Regions from separate parts of the Sparus aurata genome. Here region 1 is linked to region 2. A link is a contact called in public Hi-C data. All regions are on one chromosome and are shown on one strand. The core of a region is the stretch at or near the end of the contact, and the rest is flanking DNA. Distances in the headings are between cores, read along the strand shown.

What was found. Hi-C and Micro-C count contacts between places; a contact is called where the count stands out from the background.
Region 1: a contact with region 2 is called in a Hi-C map of an unstated tissue, with 4 times the contacts expected there. The contact joins the promoter of LOC115596458 here to the promoter of prorsd1 in region 2. A contact is called at or near these places in 2 of 2 Hi-C or Micro-C datasets (skeletal muscle and an unstated tissue).

What each region holds. Positions count from the first base shown.
Region 1 is chr15:31,761,869-31,769,630 of fSpaAur1.1, reverse strand. LOC115596458 (clathrin heavy chain linker domain-containing protein 1) reads right to left here and starts at 3,316. Exons shown (of 11, transcript XM_030441588.1): 1 at 3,021-3,316. The coding sequence starts at 3,224. rps27a (ribosomal protein S27a) reads left to right here and starts at 3,457. Exons shown (of 6, transcript XM_030441591.1): 1 at 3,457-3,549; 2 at 3,660-3,723; 3 at 4,132-4,186; 4 at 4,638-4,723; 5 at 4,971-5,102; 6 at 5,406-5,598. The coding sequence starts at 3,676. The coding sequence ends at 5,555. LOC115596459 (bone morphogenetic protein receptor type-1A) reads right to left here. Exons shown (of 13, transcript XM_030441590.1): 13 at 7,468-7,762.
Region 2 is chr15:31,593,010-31,599,661 of fSpaAur1.1, reverse strand. It overlaps prorsd1 (prolyl-tRNA synthetase domain containing 1), which reads right to left and starts at 4,840. Exons shown (of 4, transcript XM_030440863.1): 1 at 4,664-4,840; 2 at 2,794-2,919; 3 at 1,993-2,082. The coding sequence starts at 4,744. LOC115596075 (a long non-coding RNA gene) reads right to left here and starts at 4,205. Exons shown (of 2, transcript XR_003986841.1): 1 at 4,068-4,205; 2 at 3,185-3,969.

The DNA.
Region 1 (7,762 bases), core at 2,067-4,566, 170 kb before region 2:
GAGGGAAAGTTCACTGACATCTCGGTCCAGAGGGCTGACCGTTGCGGTGATTTATTTTCATCACAAACACTCGGTGAGTTAAAGTTTTTGGGCAGAAATGTGACGAAGAATTGTTAGGACACACAGGAGGACAGACAGGAGGACACACAGGAGGACAGACGGGAGGACACACAGGAGGACAGACGGGAGGACAGACGGGAGGACACACAGGAGGACAGACGGGAGGACAGACGGGAGGACACACAGGAGGACAGACAGGAGGACAGACAGGAGGACAGACAGGAGGACACACAGGAGGACAGACAGGAGGACACACAGGAGGACAGACGGGAGGACAGACGGGAGGACAGACAGGAGGACACACAGGAGGACAGACAGGAGGACAGACAGGAGGACACACAGGAGGACAGACAGGAGGACACACAGGAGGACAGACGGGAGGACAGACGGGAGGACAGACGGGAGGACACACAGGAGGACAGACAGGAGGACAGACGGGGGGGCAGACAGGAGGACAGACAGGAGGGCAGACGGGGGGGCAGACAGGAGGACAGACGGGAGGACACACAGGAGGACAGACGGGAGGACAGACAGGAGGACAGACGGGAGGACACACAGGAGGACAGACGGGAGGACAGACGGGGGGGCAGACAGGAGGACAGACAGGAGGACACACAGGAGGACAGACAGGAGGACAGACGGGGGGGCAGACAGGAGGGGAGACAGGAGGGCAGACGGGGGGGCAGACAGGAGGTGAGACAGGAGGGCAGACGGGGGGGCAGACAGGAGGACAGACGCTTCTCCGCGTATATCTGCAGTATTTTTTTCAGTCACGACGTTACTTTTGTTCGGTCCTGTAACGTTGCTTTGTGGGAAATTTCTCTGTATTTAGTTGAGTGGAGGACCTGTGTAGTTAACGACGGTCCGGTCGACACGCCCCCGTAAGTGAAGCCGGCTTATCTGTTCACACTGGTTCAGTTCTCCAATAATGCGGCCCTGATACGACCTCCAGAGGCGGATCAGCGCCGGGGCGAAATTTCACCCCTAGCATTTTTATGATTATCACAATCAGTAGCCCCATTCACACTTTTGGGTGCGGCTTTAGTATGCCATTTCTCTGCCTCCGTCTCAGTGTGAAACTCTCGGAGGCGGAGAAATGGCATACTAAAGCCGCACCCAAAAGTGTGAATGGGGCTACTGATTGTGATAATCATAAAAATGCTGAATATAAGTAAGGGATAATGTCCGACGAGGTGTCCATAAACAGGAGTTAATGGACGACGCGGAGGCCTATAACTCCTGTTTATGGACACCTCGTCGGACATTATCCCGCTTATACCATGGTCACTTGCCAAAGAAAAGAAATTCGGACCATTAATTTACATTTTCATGCGTCTTACAATCAAAATATAAAGTTTTTCACATGCCATAACTACGTTTCCCTGGTAACGCCTGAGGGTTTGACTAATAACTGGAACAATCATTACTCTCCCATAAGATTCTTATGCAACGGAGACGTTGTTCACTCCTCCAGTAAACAGGACGGATCATAGATACGACTTGGCAACTGCAGATATTCTAGTCCGCTCAGCGATGAGCCAGAAAGCTAACGCTATGCTAGCAAGATTCAAAGTCAATAACATTGCGCACGGTTGACAAACAGTAAATATAATTTGACAGTATGCTAGCTAACAAGACTAGCTTGCTAACCAGTCATGTCATTGTCCCCAAATCAATAGCAAGATTTTCACGAACAAATGACCGGCCGTGTGTAACGTTACTGTGGCCGCAGCCTGAGGCAGAGAGCCGAACAGAGAACGGGATGTGAGATTATTCACGTATCAGTAAGTTTAGAGGGGAAGTGAACTTTCTGCAGCTTGTGTGTTACAGTCGCCACCCTGTGGTGTTCAGAGGATAAGACACTGAAGGACTGACGGACTGAAGTCAGTGCTGGAAATAACATATTCAGATCTGATACGCCAGCTAGCGCATTAATTTACAGCGGTGAACAGTCAATTTGACTGGAACTACTTAGTAGGTGTCCATATATCAGGGGTTAATGGACACCCTGCAGCCAATCAGAATCCAGTATTCCCCCAGACCATGGTATAAGATCCAATAATGTTCCAGGACTAACTATACAGTATAGTTTTGATGCTGAAATACTTTGACTCCAGTGCTATCCAAGGGGTAACTTTCACTTCTATCAAAGTAATATTTGAACTCCAAATCTTTTTTTACCAAAGTATGACATCTGGGTACTTTTAACAACACTAATACAGCAACCCTGTGCTGTAGTATGCATATCAATATATATGACAAAGTAAAACAAACCGTTCCACAATTTTTTTACTTTCCTTTTAATAGAAAAAGGCATAGGTACAACCAACTTGAAGTTTCACAAGCTCAAATCTAAAAACGTGTTTATAGTTAAAATATATTGTAACTGAGATACATAAAGCTCTTTTGAATGGTGCTCAGACGAGGGCTTGAAAACGGTTTCTACCTTTTCTTTCTTAAGGGACGGTGATGTCATGGTTTCTCTCTTGTGACAAATGTACTATGTACACTTTGGACAAAAGCTAAATGTAAATGTGCCTTTTATAAAGAGGTTTAATGTAACTAAGCACATGTACTGTAAGTAATTTATGTCATGAAAATCTAACGTACTTCTTTTTTACCTGAACATTTGCATTTAATGTAAGTTTATACTGTTACTCCAACACATCTCAGATTCAATACTGTACTTGTACTACATGTATCAAACAGCTTTAGAATCTAGACACTTTACAGATTACAGTTTTCTATCTCCTTCTGTCCAGTAACGTTCTCACATTGTTGCTGTTGAATGTGTTTCAGCTTCACGTGTTGACAAAGTGATTCTTCTGAAGCTGAACAAACTCTTGTAAAGCCTCGTGGATTAGCTGGAAAATGCATAATTTATTATGTATTAGTAATTGAAAACGCCTCCCATTACTGGGTTAAATTAGAGTAAGTAAGTAAGTGAATAAATAAAATACCTTGTTGAACGCAGAGCGGTAGATGATGTAGCGGAGCTCGTCCGGGCCCTCTGCTGGACACTGCAGGAACTGTTTCTCGTGTTCCATAAACTCATACAGAGACTGAAAAAACATGTCGTCACTGTCACTCATCAAGATGTCGGGTGTTGAATGTCTGTCTTTCTCTCCTGAGGACACGCTACAGTTGTTTGCTGCCTCAGACATCGTTATTAACTTATATTTTGAGGCTAGCTTTTCACTTTTGCTCCTTCCGGGCAGCCATTTGCAAACACTCCCAGTTGCTATGGTTACAGTGTTTTTAAATATACAAATAAATTAATTGCATTTTGGATTGTGAAATATATTGTCGACTCATATTAATTCCGGTAAGGTGACAAAAGACGCTGAAAGACAACAAACCGTAATATTTGTGTATATTTTTGATCAGGCACCCTGATGGTCACCTAAGCCGTGCAAACGCGAGCAGAAAACCCCGTCGCTCGCTCCGAAAGCCCTCTTCTCATGATCCGCCATTAGGAGTGAGCCTGTGGTAAGATGGAGCTCTGTGTTTCTGCTCCTTATTCTCATAAATAACCATTTTTGACAGCGTGTTTCAGTTTAAACTACATGTCTGAAGTCTTACTTGTGTCTCTTGTGAAGGTGGACGAACGCCAGGATGCAGATTTTCGTCAAAACCCTCACGGGGAAGACCATAACCCTCGAGGTGGGTGAGCCGGACTGTGATGGAGGGATCCGGCTGTCGGTGGCCGCAGTTTGACCAAGTTTATTTTAGCGTTGAAATGGGCTAAATCTCTACATTAAATCCCAAGATTAGTTAATATCACGTCCGACGGTGGCGGTGTTTGTTTGAACTCAAGCAAAGTGAGCGCTATCGAGCGTTACTGTTGCATCGAAACCAAGTGGCTAAGCTAGCTGTTAGCTGTTAGCAGTCACCCAAAGCACCGTAAACACGTGTAGCAGCGCCGCCGCTGTCTGCTCCGCAACGCGCCTGTTTGTCTCTCCAGATAACATGATACGTTGATGGAATGTTATACTTCTGTAGTCTGTACAACACGTGATCAGAGCTCTGACCGAAAGAACTTGTCATGTCTGACCTCTTCTTCTTCTGCAGGTTGAGCCTTCAGATACTATTGAAAATGTCAAGGCCAAAATCCAGGACAAAGAGGGTGAGTGACCCGTCAGATATGAAATACATCCTCAGATGATGAATGTTCTCTCTGTACAGCTGAAAACCTTGTAGCTGCTCAGGGGAATGGTTAAAAGTTTTAGATTTGTTAAATGTGAGGAGTTTCTATTTTTGGTTCAGATCTTTAAACTGAATGTCGGAGGCGGTTTAAGAACAGATCGAGACATTTAACAAACCAGCCAGTCAACACTTGCTGACTTTACATCACCATCAGTATTTCAGGTTTTAGAAGGATGAGGATTTGGAGGAATTGCTCTCAGCTCAAGATGAACTTTTCTTTATAAAGTCAAATCAACTTTGAATTGGTTCCTTTTAGTTGTACGGTTTTATGTATCAGTTTTTATATGAAACTGTCAATACTAGCTAATTTTTGTGAAGCTGCAGATGGATTTAAATTTAAACCTGTGAAACACCTGTGTTTGTATTTACAGGTATCCCTCCTGATCAGCAGAGGTTGATCTTTGCCGGAAAGCAGCTGGAGGACGGACGCACGCTGTCCGACTACAACATCCAGAAGGTGAGCCGAGAGTCCTGAGGTTTGACTGCAGACGTTGGACTAATATTTGATCCTGTGAGGAGTTCAGAAGCTGCTGTAAAAATACGGTTGAGTTCAAGTCATGCATATCAGTAACTGATGTGACTAACTCTACTGGACCTTTGAGAATAAATTGGCAGAAATTGTCATTAATTGATCTTCTGGTCATTTAGAGTTAGCAATTCAATGCTGTATAAATCTGACTTGACGTGTATTTCCTCGCTGTCAGGAGTCAACTCTGCACTTGGTGCTGAGGCTGAGAGGTGGTGCTAAGAAGAGGAAGAAGAAGTCTTACACCACCCCCAAGAAGAACAAGCACAAGAGGAAGAAGGTCAAGCTCGCTGTGCTCAAGTACTACAAGGTACGACTTGTTTCATCCTGCCGGTATCAGCTGGTTACTGTCTGTTGAGCATCAGATGTTTTAGAGGACACTTCAGTCTGTGTGCCAACATCACGTTGGCTAAATCTCTTCAGACCCGACCACTTTGGCTCCAAACAGTCTTTACTAAACTTTTTGATTTAATGTCAAATGAGTGTCCAATCTCAATCATGAAACTTTTAGTTAAAGACGAGTTAAAGAAGCAGAAACTTAGTTGAACTTATTTTTTGGTCTGAAGAAACAACTGCTTGAGCTCTAAAGTGTCATTTTGTATTTTATGTGCAGGTTGATGAGAATGGTAAAATCCACCGGCTGAGACGCGAGTGTCCCGCTGACGAGTGTGGCGCCGGCGTCTTCATGGCGAGCCACTTTGACCGTCACTACTGCGGGAAGTGCTGCCTCACCTACTGCTTCAACAAGCCTGAGGACAAGTAGACAGAGTGAAGGTGTTTAATAAAGACGGAAACATTTGACACAACTCAAAGAATCTGTGTTCAATTTATTACCTGACAGTCGGGAGGGTTTATGTTTTACAGTGTGGATGTTTCAGTCTTTTCCATCAAGTTTACCGTGATGGAGCTGAACTGAGTGTTGGGTCACAAAGATCATGTTAACTAAACTTGGATTGTGGACTTGAACAGCATTTTAATAACTTAACTTTTGGATTCAAATATTCTGGGTTAAACCAATTCTGTCCAGCTGGTGAAGATGGTGAGTTGCATGCTGCTGCCTGATGGTACGCAAAACATGAACGCATCTTATTTGCAAGTAGAGATTTTAATAAGCGCAACCAACTCAACATGTCTGTCTACGTTTGTGGAATCATTAGTTTGATGTGACAGCTTTATGGTACAGAATTATGTCAGTTGTCCTGAGATTCAGCAGTTAAAACAATTTCAAAGAAATGTTTGATCCTTCCATTCAAATTTCTGAAATTTGAATGGAAGGATCAATCTACAAGGTGAATCAGTAAAAATAAACATCTTAACGGTCCAGCGTGGCTGATGGCTCAATACTGAAGAGTAAACCCACCTGTGTTGAGTACCATGTGACAAACAGTCTGCTGGCTCCGCAGGAATCTAAATGACGTAACAGGATGGTAGGAAAAAAGGAAGCATAATGTTTCAACCAGAATACTGGTATGAAATTAAAGTTCAATACGAATTGGAAGAGTATTGTATTAATGTTACGGTGATCCGTATGAGGTATGAAACGGTGATTTACATTTAACATATTTGTGGCTTTCCTATTAAAATAACTTTTTCCTACTCAGATTGTATTTGATTTTAGATCCATTGTGTTAATATAATTTGTCAAAATGAAAAAACTGTACGGTCACTCGTGAGGTTATGCTGAAAATGAGACAAAATAAACAGTTTTAAAGGTGAAATATGACAAAATCAAAAACGGCCAATTATACCAGAGGGTTAAGGACATCTTAGTTTGAAAACAGTAGCATTTGTATTTTCTTTAGTCTTTAAAGGTTACCGACCTTAATGAAATAAGTAACTCTGCTAAACCCTCCAAATTACAAACAGCTGGGCTGATGAGATCAAAGCGGTGCTGGATGAGATAAACAAGTTTTCTCCTGTACGATCTGGTAAAAAAGGATTCCCACATCTGGTTCCTGCGTTGAGATGCAGCAGCAGGAGTTGTCCACCAGGTGGAGCTGCAATCAAACATCTGGAAAGAAGCCTGCAGGGAGTTACATGCAGCTTATATTAAAATTATATAAACTAAAAAAAAAGATCAAATATATATTATATTGTTGTGATATATAATATATATCAAAATAATCAAATGTGATGCTGAGAAAAATAATTTTAACATCTTTCAACTCAAAATTAAGAATTAAGTCAAAGATGAGCTGAAAATTCAGAACATAAATCCTGATTTATCCCCAATTTAAGTTACCATTCAAGCTGAATGAAATCATACAGTCGATCAGATTTATAATTAGGAGATTAATCAGTATTCTGCAATTGAATATAACAACATGCATCAAATTCTGGAAGATTGTCATACTTGTGTGATGTTCTTCACCAAACTGCCTTTTAAAAAGTAAAGATCTATACACTTTATATCATTTACAGCAAAATCAGAAGTCTCCATCAGCTCGTCTGCTGTGATCACAGTCTGCAGGAGAGACACATCACTACCTGATCTAAGGAGACAGAATTTACACAAAATCACAGAATTTTAATTTCCTTTATACACAACATTTGTCGGGCGACAAACTTTTCACCATTTTCTTTCTTTCTAATGTTGGGAAATGTTCGGTCTTCCATCATAAAACAAAGGAGACGGCAGCTGCAGCAGGGGAAAGAATCAGAGAGGACGCTGGGAGTTTGTGTACTAAAATAAGGTTATTTACTTAAAAATCGTTACATTGGACAGACTGACTGTATACAGAGTTTCATTTCCTTGGTAAACTCATAAGGCACCGAACCAGATGCTGTACAAACAACAACACCACCAAAACAAAGAACATTAATGATTTACATATTAGAGATTATTCTATATACTGAGCTTCTCTGACATATTTATTACAGAGGAAACACTAAGTTACTGCTCTTAAATAGCTACTGTATGAACGACTCATTCTCTCACACACACACACACACACACACACACAGGTTTGT
Region 2 (6,652 bases), core at 3,591-6,090:
ATCTGACTGGACCGGTGTCTGACTGACTGGACCGGTATCTGACTGGACCGGTGTCTGACTGGACCGGTATCTGACTGGACCGATGTCTGACTGGACCGGTGTCTGACTGGACCGGTATCTGACTGGACCGGTGTCTGACTGGCTGGACCGGTATCTGACTGGACCGGTGTCTGACTGGACCGGTGTCTGACTGACTGGACCGGTGTCTGACTGGACCGGTGTCTGACTGGACCGGTGTCTGACTGACTGGACCGATATCTGACTGGACCGGTGTCTGACTGACTGGACCGATGTCTGACTGACTGGACCGGTGTCTGACTGGACCGGTGTCTGACTAGACCGGTGTCTGACTGACTGGACCGATATCTGACTGGACCGGTGTCTGACTGACTGGACCGGTGTCTGACTGACTGGACCGGTGTCTGACTGGACCGGTGTCTGACTAGACCGGTGTCTGACTGACTGGACCGGTATCTGACTGGACCGGTGTCTGACTGACTGGACCGATGTCTGACTGGACCGGTGTCTGACTGGACCGGTATCTGACTGGACCGGTGTCTGACTGGACCGGTGTCTGACTGACTGGACCGGTGTCTGACTGGACCGGTATCTGACTGGACCGATGTCTGACTGGACCGGTGTCTGACTGGACCGGTGTCTGACTGACTGGACCGGTATCTGACTGGACCGGTGTCTGACTGGACCGGTATCTGACTGGACCGATGTCTGACTGGACCGGTGTCTGACTGACTGGACCGGTATCTGACTGGACCGGTGTCTGACTGGACCGGTATCTGACTGGACCGGTATCTGACTGGACCGGTGTCTGACTGGACCGGTGTCTGACTGGACTGGTATCTGACTGGACCGGTGTCTGACTGGACCGGTATCTGACTGGACCGATGTCTGACTGGACCGGTGTCTGACTGACTGGACCGGTATCTGACTGGACCGATGTCTGACTGGACCGGTATCTGACTGGACCGGTGTCTGACTGGACCGGTGTCTGACTGGACTGGTATCTGACTGGACCGGTGTCTGACTGGACCGGTGACTGACTGGTCCGGTGTCTGACTGACTGGACCGGTGTCTGACTGACTGGACCGGTATCTGACTGGACCGGTATCTGACTGGACCGGTGTTTGACTGGACCGGTATCTGACTGGACCGATGTCTGACTGGACCGGTGTCTGACTGGACCGGTATCTGACTGGACCGGTGTCTGACTGGACCGGTATCTGACTGGACCGGTATCTGACTGGACCGGTGTCTGACTGACTGGACCGGTGTATGACTGGACCGGTATCTGACTGGACCGGTGTCTGACTGACTGGACCGGTGTCTGACTGGACCGGTGTCTGACTGACTGGACCGGTATCTGACTGGACCGGTGTCTGACTGACTGGACCGGTGTCTGACTGGACCGGTGTCTGACTGACTGGACCGGTATCTGACTGGACCGGTGTCTGACTGGACCGGTGTCTGACTGGGCCGGTATCTGACTGGACCGGTGTCTGACTGGACCGGTATCTGACTGGACCGGTATCTGACTGGACCGGTGTCTGACTGGACCGGTATCTGACTGGACCGGTGTCTGACTGGACCGGTATCTGACTGGACCGGTATCTGACTGGACCGGTGTCTGACTGGACCAGTGTCTGACTGGACCGGTGTCTGACTGACTGGACCGGTGTCTGACTGGACCGGTGTCTGACTGGACCGATGTCTGACTGGACCGGTGTCTGACTGGACCGGTATCTGACTGGACCGGTGTCTGACTGGACCGGTATCTGACTGGACCGGTATCTGACTGGACCGGTGTCTGACTGGACCAGTGTCTGACTGGACCGGTGTCTGACTGACTGGACCGGTGTCTGACTGGACTGGTATCTGACTGGACCGGTGTCTGACTGGACCGATGTCTGACTGGACCGGTGTCTGACTGGACCGGTATCTGAGGACACCTCAGCATTGATCTGGGGTCTGTGTCACCTTCAGCTTCTCCAACATGGCCGCCTCGTCTGCAAAGCGCAGGTTGCCGCTGCCAACACCGAGCTTCTTGGCGAGGTCGTTGAGGTTCACCTGAAGAGGAACAGAGAGGATTATGGGACCTGAACCTCACATGAAGCTACTTTCAGACAGCGGCGTCGCTACTTTTATGACAACAAGCTCCACTGACACTCTGATTATAAACTCTGTGACATCATCATGTAAAGATTATGGGCGGAGCCAGTAGGAGAAACACTACTGCACATGCTCAGTGGGCAGCGTAACCAGGAAGTAAACGCAAACTAAACAACATTTCTCAGTTTTTTTTTCTCAGTTTCTTCCAGTCTGTGGTTCAGTGCAGTGGCCTCTGAAGGGTCGACGTACAGGTGAGTCAGACGGACATATTGATCTGATCAGTGCTCCACACGACATGAAGGAGACATATTGATCTGCTCACAGAACCATCAGGGATCAGTTCAGCCGCCGCTGTGATTCAGCGTTGGCATTTAAAGATAGAAGATAGCTGATCTCAGAACAGTTTCACTTTCTGTGTGTTGTTGATCTTGTGTTCTGTTTCTGATTTATGTGGTCTGTTATTTATTGTTTCTTTCTGTTTCTCTTTGACTGTTGATGAATATTTTTTTATCCATTTGCTACTTTCTGACAGTTACTTTGAGAAGAACAATTTGTTATTTGGACAGATCCGGCTCCATCTTTGGGTTTACGATCTATCATGTTCTAGTCGTAGGCCTGTGGCGAGGACGCAGCAGAGACACGTGCTGGTGGCGGCTGGTGTGAGCTGACCTGGCGGTCGTGGCGGGCCGACACCAGCCACAGGCCTTTCTTCTTCTTGTCCTTCAGGAAGAGGTTCTTAGTGACGGCTCCGCCCACGTCCTGCAGGTGGGGCATCATCTCCTCCACCGTGAACACCTGCGAGGGATGATGACATCACGACACACTGATCACTGTCTGCGTTTGTGTTGAGCTTCAACTTCAGTTCAATCAGTTAATTAATTAATGAATTAGTTAATTAATCTTTCACAAAATAACCGATCTGAGAGGAAACAGAGTGACATCTTTAAATCAGGGGGCCTCAAATCTGGACAGGAAATGACATCACAATTAATCTGATCACAACCATGATCAATCATTGTTCACACGCCCTCAGACTTCAGCCAGCTGTTTCAATCTTTGATTTTCTTATTTACATCATTTTTATTAGAACAACATAGCGTTTTAAAGATGATTATCAATCCAACACAGTAAAATACATGAACACATGATGAAGCAACACGTCCTCACCAGATTACATTTAGTCAAATTAATTTAATTCAATGGACATCGACACCAGTTCACTTCTGAAACCTCAAACCTGCGTATGAAGCTGGAGCACGTTGGAGATCGCTGTGCTGCTTTTTTAACGTTTATACCAACTGTTATTTTTTTCAATAGAAACTGGCTTCACAAGATCATTCGTTCAATCATAGCTTTTTAAAATTATTAAAAGTATCCAAAATCCCAACATGTTGATGTTTAACAGTAAATATAATATGAACGTTAATCAACATTAAGGTTTTTAGGCACAATATCTTCAATTTAAAGATTCTATAGTTGGAATCAATTGTTTTATAAATTGTTCTGATAATGCCAAGATATACAAATGACATTTAACTGTGTGAGGACGGGCAGAAATACAAAGTCTCTTTGTTTCGAGTTATCTTTGTTTTGATAAATGTTGTTTTGTTGCGAAGGTCGAACAAAGAAACTTGTAAAGTTGTTAGAAATGAGAGAGTGAAGCAGAGACAGTCTGAGCTGCAGCAGACAGCGACAGGTGGTGCTGTGTCGCCCCCTGCAGGTGGTGCACACAGGTGGTGCTGTGTCGCCCCCTGCAGGTGGTGCACACAGGTGGTGCTGTGTCGCCCCCTGCAGGTCACAGGTGGTCCGTGCAGCAGAAAGGTCCACACCGGTTATTAAACCAGACTGTCGAAACAAATACAAAGTGTTAAACTTGTTACAAACTGTCAGAAAGCTGCGGGAGTTTGTGGATGTTGCACTTCAGAAGCAGATCGTTAGTTTACTTCACGTGACGCTATAAGTCTGGAGACTGAAATCCCAGATCCCGTTCAAAAACGTCTCGTTTCTCAGACTCCCCGCCCTGACGCGCAGAGCCGTGACGGGAGGAACGCGTCCTCACAGCGCATCAGCTTCTACTGATCTGACGGAAGATCCGGCGTCCAGGTTTCAGCCAGCAGATCTTCCCTTTAATTAAAATGACAACTACTGACTGCGTCCACGTGTCCACTGACAGTGTAGAGAAACACAGCAGCACCAAAGCTTCATCTGAACAGAAGAGTCACTCAGGTTGCTGAATGAAGCGCGTCCTACAGGTGTGTGTTTTCTGCCACAGCGTGACTGTGAATGATGTGATCAGGTGTCGTTATCAGAAGCGAATGTTATCAGTAGGAACCTTTGTGCGGCCAGGTGTTTCCGCCCGGAGGGTAAATAGTTTTTGACCACTGTTATTATCATTCGTTTGCTTCGAGCGTTGGTTTCCTGTCATAAATGTTTCTTTACTTTAAAACTGTCAGAATAAAACCATGTTTGCGACGAAGAAGTTCGGACTGTGTTCTGGTTCGGACTGTGTTCCGGTCCAGAGACAGTCGGAGCTGTTTACCGGCGGGTGGTCCACACAGGTCGTCTGGATGTTCAGCGCCTCCAGATGTTTCTCCAGCTGCGTCCGCAGATCTGCCGACATCTCAAAGCTAAACGTGTTTTTAAATGAATTAGGAGGAACCGAAGAAGAAGACACAGCTGCTGCGACAGGAAGAGGAGAAGAAGAAGGAGAAGAAGAAGAAGAAGCTGGGTCAGACACGATGCTGCCCCCTGCTGGACGGAAGTGAAGTGACTCCCACAGAACAGGCTGCTGTCGCTCTGTTGGTTTATACTATAAAAGGTTATCGATGTTATAAACGTTATAACATCGATAACCCTGAACAAGGATGTTTACAATGTATCGATGAGTCTATAATGTATCGATGAGTCTATAATGTATCGATGAGTCTATGATGTATTGATGAGTCTATAATGTATCGATGAGTCTATGATGTATCGATGAGTCTATAATGTATTGATGAGTCTATAATGTATTGATTTACATGGTCAGTCTTAGTCTCTGAATACAGAATATCATTATACAGAATATTCTTGGATTTTTATTCTTTCTGCCTATTTTATTATTATTTTTGTATGTTTATCAAACATTAACATATGTATTATTATTATTATTATTGATTACCATTTTTATTCTATTCATTTAGTTATTCTTTACACAGGTCTCACTAGTAAAAAATATAACTTTTCTTTATTTATAAATTATTTTCATATATTAAAAGTTACGTATTTATTTATTTTTTTCTTTATTTCTTAATTTCTTTTTTACTAAAATATATCTTTCAAAAGTTAAAACAATATTTATTTTAATTTTAAAATGTACATTTTTACTCTTTCCATTAAACCATTTTCCATCTTAACTTATTATTATATAATGATATAATAATGATATGATAATATTAATATATTAACATATTGAACCTTCTGCTCTGGATATTGAGCAGGCAGCCGTCTGGTCGAGCTGTAAATATACAAGTGAAAATGGACATTCAAATATTGATGAACAATAAGTTTTTATTAAATTATATTAACAAATGAATGTAAAAAACTGAAGGAGCCAGCAGACATCGACCCAGACAGCCTGGTGCTGTTCATCACCTAAAGGTTCTTTATGTTCAGGAGGTACTGAGGTCCGTCACAGAGAACGACCCTCTGAAGGACATGTTGTCACGGCCCACTTTAACCTGAATGCCTTGTGTTATGAAACACACTCGTCCATAATGGATGAAGCATTAATTCTGCACAATGACCCAGTTTAATACAGACAGCAGGTCAGTGTCGCAGCTGAACCTGCTGCTCTTTAACAAATGAACGTTATAAAACGGAGAGATTTGGGTCGAAAGCGGCATCAGAGGGCCAAAAGTGCAGCGAGACGGGGACAGGGTCCGATTCTTTAGTCCTCTGAGGCTGCAGATCAAATCATAATCCAAAGATTATCTCAGACGGAGCTGCTCATCTTCAAACACAACACAGAAACACAAAGTCACAAACTACTGAGGCCGAGCAGGAAGGCTGAAGAGACAAAACAGTGGACAGCAACTACAACTCCCAGACTGCACTGCTGGAGGAAGTGTCCAATCAAACCACTTCAGATTTCTCAGAACTTGAACTGGAGAAAGCAAAACATGTTAGAGTCTAATGATTCTGACGTCATCAGGTCACCATGTTCGTGCGCCAATACAACACCTGCACCACTGATGACATCATCAGCCTCAGCAGATGATTAGCTCATGTTAGCATGCTAACAAAGTAAAGGTTGAGGTGTGAGGTTGTGAACAGTGACGTAGTTTAAATCTGATGTAGTTTAACTGAAAGGATCTGAATCATGTGTGTGTGAGTGTGTTTTATAGTGATTGTATTGTCTCTGTGTTGTCAGTGAGTTTCTGTAGAGACGTCTTCAGAGGAAAACACTCACACACAGATACAGTGGTGTGCAAAAGTTTGGGCACCCCTCTGAGATTTCATGATAATTTGCTCTAACTTTATAAGAGAA